Regions from separate parts of the Gasterosteus aculeatus genome. Here region 1 is linked to region 2. A link is a contact called in public Hi-C data. All regions are on one chromosome and are shown on one strand. Each heading gives the region's core, a stretch centred on a gene start, on an enhancer-like site or on the middle of the called end of the contact. The rest is flanking DNA. Distances are from core to core; before and after follow the strand shown. Region 1 overlaps LOC120818874 (C-terminal-binding protein 2). Region 2 holds the start of LOC120819375 (matrix metallopeptidase-21).

Evidence for each region. A called contact is a pair of places that touch in the nucleus more often than the background predicts.
Region 1: a contact with region 2 is called in a Hi-C map of tail fin, with 2.3 times the contacts expected there. The contact joins the enhancer-like site here to the promoter of LOC120819375 in region 2. A contact is called at or near these places in 5 of 6 Hi-C or Micro-C datasets (liver, skeletal muscle, tail fin and 1 more).

Annotation. Positions count from the first base shown.
Region 1 is chr5:11,397,972-11,401,750 of fGasAcu3.hap1.1, forward strand. All of the region lies in intron 2 of LOC120818874 (C-terminal-binding protein 2), which reads left to right. Among protein-coding and RNA genes, the nearest start is that of zranb1a, 28 kb to the right of the region's middle. Within about 2 kb of position 2,155, at least 8 of the 9 cell types and tissues checked have open chromatin away from gene starts, as enhancers often do. A contact at or near this core is called in liver, where this site is marked.
Region 2 is chr5:11,318,313-11,322,014 of fGasAcu3.hap1.1, forward strand. It overlaps LOC120819375 (matrix metallopeptidase-21), which reads left to right and starts at 1,650. Exons shown (of 15, transcript XM_078103385.1): 1 at 1,650-1,903; 2 at 1,992-2,075; 3 at 2,151-2,247; 4 at 2,394-2,468; 5 at 2,835-2,909; 6 at 3,021-3,104; 7 at 3,248-3,333; 8 at 3,414-3,489; 9 at 3,593-3,638. The coding sequence starts at 1,655. bccip (BRCA2 and CDKN1A interacting protein) reads right to left here and starts at 1,077. Exons shown (of 7, transcript XM_040176708.2): 1 at 752-1,077; 2 at 255-329; 3 at 74-154. The coding sequence starts at 892.

The DNA of each region.
Region 1 (3,779 bases), core at 905-3,404, 80 kb after region 2:
ATCTGTCAGTTCACCCCCATCCCAACCCTAACCCCCCCCCCCCACAGCACCTCCCCTTCTTCCCCCCAGGGACCAAACTGTGAACTTAACGCACTCGACTCCGATGACTTCCCTGATGGTGCAAAACAAATAATAAGAGCCAAGTCTGCATCTGTAATGTTATTGCTGGAGTGTTCCTCTGGTTTAAAGTGTGTTTGTGTGTGTGTGCTACATATTCTGAGCGAGAGGGGTAGGTGAGTAGGGGTAGTTTTTTGTTGTGTGTGAGTGTGTGTGTGTCTGTGTGCGTGTGGTGCCCGAGGTGGGTTGCTGTGGTCTAGATGAAAGTGGAAAAGCAGGCAGGAAACCAAACAATCGAGAGAGCGAGGGAGGTTGATGTTGGGAGCAAACGAAAGCGAGTGTGTGTGTGTGTGTGTGTGTGAGAGAGAGAGAGAAAGAAAGAAAGAAAAAGAGCGGAAAAAAAGGGGGCAGGCATTTTTAAAACGCTGTGGAGTCCAGATCAGAAATAAAACATAAAAAAGGGGGAGAAGGAGGAGGAGGAGGAGGAGGAGGAGGGGAAAAAGGGGAGGAGGGGTTGTGCTGGAGTGTGTTGTGTGTGCAGATTCTATGAAGTGAAGGGAGTAAATTGTGCGAGCCCGGCGAGCTCAGCCCTGCATGTCGGAGCTGGCACTTTTGTTTCAGAGCGAATCATTTTCCTGCCGCAAGATTTTTCTTTTTTTTTTTCCGCTCCCGGTGTTATTATCCGCTGAGACAAAGGCAGGCGGGACGGCGCCGCAGAGAGGGAGAGACCCTCGGTGAATAGATGCTGCGCAGCTGACAGCGGAGGAAGCGGCACAGAGGGTTTCCAGCCATCGCGCTCCCCGACGGCAGCCTCTTTCTTCCTGGGAGATTAAGGAGAGAAAAAAAAGACAAGGACAAAAGCGTCCCCCCGTGTCTCCTCCCCCAACACCCCCCCGCCCCCCACCTCCCACCTTCTCCGACCCGCTACCGTCCGATCGCCGGCCTGCACGCCGCTGGTGTGCGGTGCTTTTTTTTTTCTCTCTCTCTCTCAGCCCTGAAAGGCTGAGGACTGGAGATGACGCAGCCGGGGGCTCAGTGAGACATCGCTCTCCGCGGAAACCCCTTCCCCTCACCGACAGGGCCGGGCCGAGAGGAGCAACTCCAGGGGTGGGGGGTGGGGTGGGTGGAGGAGGGGAGAAGAAGGGGAAAAGAGGAGAGAGTGAGAGAGAGAGGGGGGGGGACGGGACACCCTCCTTTGGATTATTGCGGAGGGTCCACTTTTCCCTTTTTGTTATTTATTACCCCCCCCCCCCCTCTTCCCTCCGCTCGCCTCAATCATCTTCTGCGCCTGCTGTGATGCGTAGTTTTTAAGACGAAGAAGAATGTGGAGACAACATTTTCCAGGCAAGCAGCATGTTTCCTGTTTTCTTGTCTGGATGTGTAACAAAGTCTGGCATGGGGGAGGGCGGGAGGGAGGGAGGGGGAAGAAGTGTGTATGTGTGTGTCTGTGGGTGGTGGGTGCTGTGTGTTCGGGTAAAGGTGGCCCATCAGTCCGTCCCGAGTCGCCGCACTTGGCTCCAGGTTTCCCCCCTGCGGTCTCGGGCTCTGAAAACCCCGCCCCCCCCTGTAGCTCTGGGCAACGGCAAAAAGAATAAAAGAGCGGGAAAAAGGAGAGAGGGGGAGGAATGGGGATGCTGTTGACACCCGCTTTTGTCCCCTGTGTGGGCCCTGCCCGCCCAGGCGCACAGAGGGTACCATTTAAAACAGGCGTGCGCTCATTTTCTTGGCAGGGGGATGCATTGGTGCGGCGGGCAGCCGGGTGGTGACAGGGGTGGGGCACCGGCAGTGCAGCACAAGTAGCCTTTGTGTGCTACTTTTGGGGAAGTGAGGGGAGGGGGAAGGCTGCCAACCCCCATCACCCCCCACCCCCCCTACACACCCTCACCCTCTTTACCCCTTTCTTTAACCACTACAACTCTGGCAGTGACCTCGTACTGTCACCGGCAGATGAAGGGTCCGTGCGTGGTTATGGCAGGTTTTGTGTGTGTGTGTGTGTGTGTGTGTGTGTGTGTGTGTGTCGGAGCGAGGAAGTAAACCAGAAGTACAGGCTCTGGCAGAGCGCCATGTGAAAAGGGGAGGAAACTCCAGCGGGGAAAACAAAGTGTTGTTTGACCAAACGGCACATCTGTGCGCAGTGCCAAACTTACTCCGTTACTCCAGAGCGCTTGGCGGCTCCTGGCAGCCCGCCACGGTGTGTGTGTGTGTGTGTGTGTGTGTGTGCGTGTGTGTGTGTGTGCGTGTGTGTGTGCGTGTGTGTGTGGGTTCTATTCATTTGTTGACACAACCATGCGAGTGCATTCCTGTTGTGTTCATTCAGATCTCACTTTGCCGTGTCGACTTTTGCCCCCCCACATGAACGAGTACCGCACAGATGTAGTACATATCAAAAACATATGCCGATCATTTTGGGCTTGAGCTACAATTATTCAATTTAAAAGGCTCAATTTGTAGTGATTATGTTAGATGATGTTTAAGTATTATTATATATATATATATATATATATATATATATATATATATATATATATGTATGCTGGAAAGCTTAACTGAAAAAGAGAAGAAACTAGTGAAACTGTCCCAAACTGCAGAACTTCACGCAAAATTGTGGCGTTTTTCCTTCTCTCTCTTTAATTAACTTTCGGTTGCCAGTGACTTTTGGTCTTCGCTGCTAGAAAGAATCCAGCTTTTCTGCCAACCTGTAGCTGCTGTCAGAACTGAACGCTACCCACAATGCACACGGGCACACATCCGTATTGCAACCCCTCTGACCCCCCCCTGTGGGCGGGGGCGGGTCCCTCCCGCTTGACAGGCGGGGCTCAGCTTGGCACGGTGAACGGCCGTGACTGTTGGCGGTCAGCACCACCAGCAGCCGGCACCGCCCCCCCCCTCACCCAGCTTTGTTTTCAGGAAAGGATCAACCCGCAAACAGCAGCTCCGTGGTTGCTAGGTAACCACTGGCAGCCTGGATGACGATAGCCTGGTGGACGGCTCGTCCGGTCCCCCCCTCCTCACCCCCCCGTTCCTGTTTCGCCCTCCCGCTTCGCGTCCCTTTGCTTTTGCTTTCGGAGGGCCGATGGTAGGAAGAAAGTCCTCGCTCCCTTCCCCGCATAATGGAAACTCTGGCCTCATCTCCCGTTGCGCCGCTCTGCCGCGTCCTGCTGCCAGACTCTGACTAAGTGTTGCTGGCTCAGGAACCGCGGCCTCCAGCCCGGGCCGGGTTCAGGTTCCACAAGGATTTCTCTGCAGGAATGGTTAGAATTAAAACGCTGGTGACTGAAAGAGCCCGAGCAACAGCAGGAAAGCGCGGCGGTCTAATTTTGTTAGTGCTAGTAAGTAATCGAGTAGTTAAAAAAAAGGCTTTTTCACTGGAGACCTAGATTTCCAAAAATAATTTTAGTCGTGACCCGGTTCTCATTTTTGCGGTTCTGTGAGCTCATTGACAACGATGTACTCTAATGTACTGCTTTTATACTGCTAACTAAGCTTTTATTTTAAAAAAATCTAACGCTTTTAGAAAGTAGTGATTATTCCGTTTGACGTCGTCATGTGGTACTTTTACTCCATTACCAGAACACAGATATCCCAAAAGAATGATTCAGGGTCGAGAAGTTGAGGGCACACTAGGAAAGAACACAAAACAAAACTCAGAGCTATGGGTACTTGTGAGGGTTTAGTTGATTTTTTGAGGCATGCAATGACATTTTATTGGGAAGAAATGATTT
Region 2 (3,702 bases), core at 400-2,899:
ACAAGAGACAAGTTAACACACGGTAACGAGCTGGAAATTCCCCTGGAAAATGTGGGCTGAGGTTAAAACGCACCTTGATGACACTTCCAACGTGATTCTGTTGAATGATGAGATCTGTCATCTCTGAAGTATTTACATGGGCCTTCAGGAAGAGCTGTATCCAAACGCAACAGAAGTGAGGCCATGCTTACAACATATAACATATGAGCGCGAGAGAAAAACACACACACATACATATATATATGGCCTCAGACCTGTTGTAGGAGTCTCTTGACACCATTGAAGTCGTTGACCGAGATGGTGTGGGCTTCAAAGTCAACCATGACCTCCTGGTGGCAAAACAAAAACAAAGCAGGGAGTGACGTAAGTTGAGAGCAACACAAAACGCCTGCATGTGGAGAAAGTATTGATTTAAGTACTTCTGTTACACTATTTGGGTAGCTTTAGTTGTTTGATATAATTATCGAATGAGTGAGTCATTTTAGTTTCACTCAAGTAACATTAGTAGTAGTAGTAGCAGCGTTTTTTGACACGCACTGTAAAATCCTTTACTAGCTACATTAGCCATAATAACCGACGTTAAGTAACACTACCATAGCTACTTAACGTTAAGTCAGTTTGTCCATGTTATTAACACTACGTCACGTTACCTTTAGCCAACAGCTGAGTTGGCTAAAGTTAGCTAGCTGGCTAGCTAGCTAGAAAGGCCATGCGTGGAATTTACGTTCACTGAATCATCTTTTCTTTTTACCTCGTTGATCTCCTCCTCTGACGCATCGCTGTCTTCCTCCCCGGAATCAGCATCCGCCTCCGAATTCTCATCGGAGCTGTTTTGTCTTTCCTCGGGATTTTCTGCCAAACCTACTGCTCTTCTCTTAGCCGAAGAAGCCATGCTTACAAACAGGGAACACGAGTTTGAACCGAGTGGGCGGGGCTATTGCTAAAGTCCAGCTCACAGCGAGGTAGGAAGCTGAGGGTCCAGGCCGCCATTATGGCTCTGAATATACACGACTTGCCTCTTGCCGTAGGAGCCTCGGAGCCGCAATGTGGCCTTGTTGCCCTGCGCGAAAATGGAATGAACCACTTCAGAAAAAGGGGACAGCTGTTAATTGAAATATGCATACTACTATGGATTTGTTATTAACAGGCTGATTGCATGATGTCGTTTAATAGTTTAGGCGTTATTCATTGTAAAACAATATGTATTATTGCAGAAAAAACGTAATTTATTTTCAAGTTAGTGAAATGTTCAATGCAATATCCCCCCTTCTTGAACCTGGCTGAAAGTCGTTATGTAGTCAGCGGTAGCGACAACTCAAGGTACATGCATATCGTGTAATATGTTGTCCTTTTATAGTGTCTGTTGTAATTCACATCATTGTACTAAACAAGCCGGGTAGATTTACTGCTTATTATCCCGACGCATTACGGACAAGCTCTAATAAGCGGCGGACGGTTACGAGCTAGCTAAACTGTCTTTCACAATGCCTTGCCGATGTAAACAATAACAGAAGACATAGCCACATTGCAGCTAACGCAACATATGTTATACATGCATCCAACGACAACGTGTGACATGAATGGTTTTCATTTTCTCCACATCTACAGTTCCACAAAAACATGACTCAACAGTATTGTTATCGGTAGGTTGCATATGACAGTTTTAGGGTGTAGCTCGCTGTGTCTTCACGCCCACCGTCCTCACGCTTTTTGCAGTTCGGAGCATCTGGCTTTGGCTGTTTTCTTCTATGGCAGCATAATTGAAATTTCACCGTGGTTTGATCTGTTGTATTCTTCCCAATTGATTTCATCGCTCCAGCTTTTTAAAGGCCTTGCCAATATGCATGTGCTGCTTCTGAAAGAGCCCAGGGATGGAGAGTCTGGACCGGACCCTTACATCAAGGTGAATGCCCTCCTTGTTAGGTGCCGTGTTCACATATGTTTTTGCACCCAGAAGGCATTGACTGGAAGTTCTTCTTTTGATTCCTCAGGAGTTGGCAACACGTGGACATAAAGCAACCCTGATTCCTGTGCTGTCTTTTAAGTTTGTCTCATTAAACACATTGTCCGATAAGGTAAATTCTATTAATATGGGTTCATTGAATTTTTGTATCTTTTGTCTGCAGTTTAAGATGTCTTCTTTTTCCCAGCTTTTCCAACCAGAAAAGCACGGAGGTCTTGTATTTACCAGTCCAAGAGCAGTGGAGGCCGTACAGATGTGCTTAGAAGCAGAAGAAAGGAGGGAAGGTGGGCACAAAGGAATCACGTTTTAAAATAATAATATAATTGTTGCACCCTGCACGTCACAGGTTTGTCAATCGAAGAGAAGAGTCTTATGAATCCTGTGTACCGTGTTTCTCAACTTCAACTTCACTTCCCGCTGATTATTTCAGAATGGAACAGCTCCGTTAAAGAGAAATGGAACAGCAAGTCCATCTATGTGGTCGGTAAGGCAACTGCTGCACTAGGTGAGTTATTGTCACTTATGAAACCCCTTTTCTCCTTATTGAAAAAAAAACAGCCTTTTGTGATGTCAATTCTAATTGTAGCAGAGTGTGGCGGGCACTTGGTGCTCACAGAAGTGTGCGAGGTGTTGTTACCACCCTCAGTCATTTAGAAGTAGGTCGCACACGAGTGACAGTTTGGCGCAAGGTGCAGCACCTGCCTGACGTGTGCTTTAACGTCTCCCTTTCGTGACTCTTGATGTCTTTGTTGTCAGTTAGTTGTGTATTTAGTAGCCAAAGCAGGTGGACCGAGCTGAACTCAATCATTCGTTTGTGTGATCATTTGATAGCGTGTTGCTGACATCGGCCGTCCTTTTTCTGTTGTTATAGTAGGGAGTCTGGGTCTGAAGGCTTTGGGCGAGGACACGGGGACAGCAGATGTCCTATCACGTCTTATCATTGAACGTACGATATGACTTTATACGCCCGCATTCTTCACGGTTCAGTTTAATGGGACTTTTACCATTTCTACGCTAACTAATACGACCTTATATTTTATTGTCTTCGTTTTCATAGGAGAGGACACAAATATTCCACCGCTTTTTTTCCCCTGTGGCTCAATTAAAAGAGAAGTGTTGCCCACGGCTTTAAAGGGAAATGGTAAGTGTTCTCCTCTATTGTGCCTGAAGATCTCAAGATTAAGACTCAAGGTGATTAAAGTCCCACCGGGACTACACCAATTATAAAATAAAAAAAATTGCGCTACATCTATCACGGCTGGGATCTCTTTCTTTGTTTTCCAGGAGTTCCCCTTGAGACGCTGACTGTCTATCAAACCGCTGAACATCCAGATCTGGAGAAAAATCTAAAGAACTATTTCACAGAGCAGGTACAGCCCCACTCCTTCTGCACTTCAGAGAAGGACCTTTTCTGCACGTAGCAATACTCGGTTGGTCTGTGCACTTGCAGGGCGCTCCGGCCAGCGTCGCCTTCTTCAGTCCGTCGGGGGTGAAGTTTTGCTTGGAGGCGGTACGGAGGCTGTCGGGCGACCGGCTGACTCAGATGGAGGTGCAGCACGCGTAAAAACAACGCATGATTCTTCTTCGGGGGGCCGCCGACGGGTCACTTAAACTCCTTTTGTCTTCCAGTTCGCAGCCATAGGGCCTACTACGCGGGACGCCATGACGGCGGAAGGCCTGCGCGTCAGCTGCACTGCAGAAAAGCCGACAGCCGAACACCTGGCAGCAGCGATAGCCAA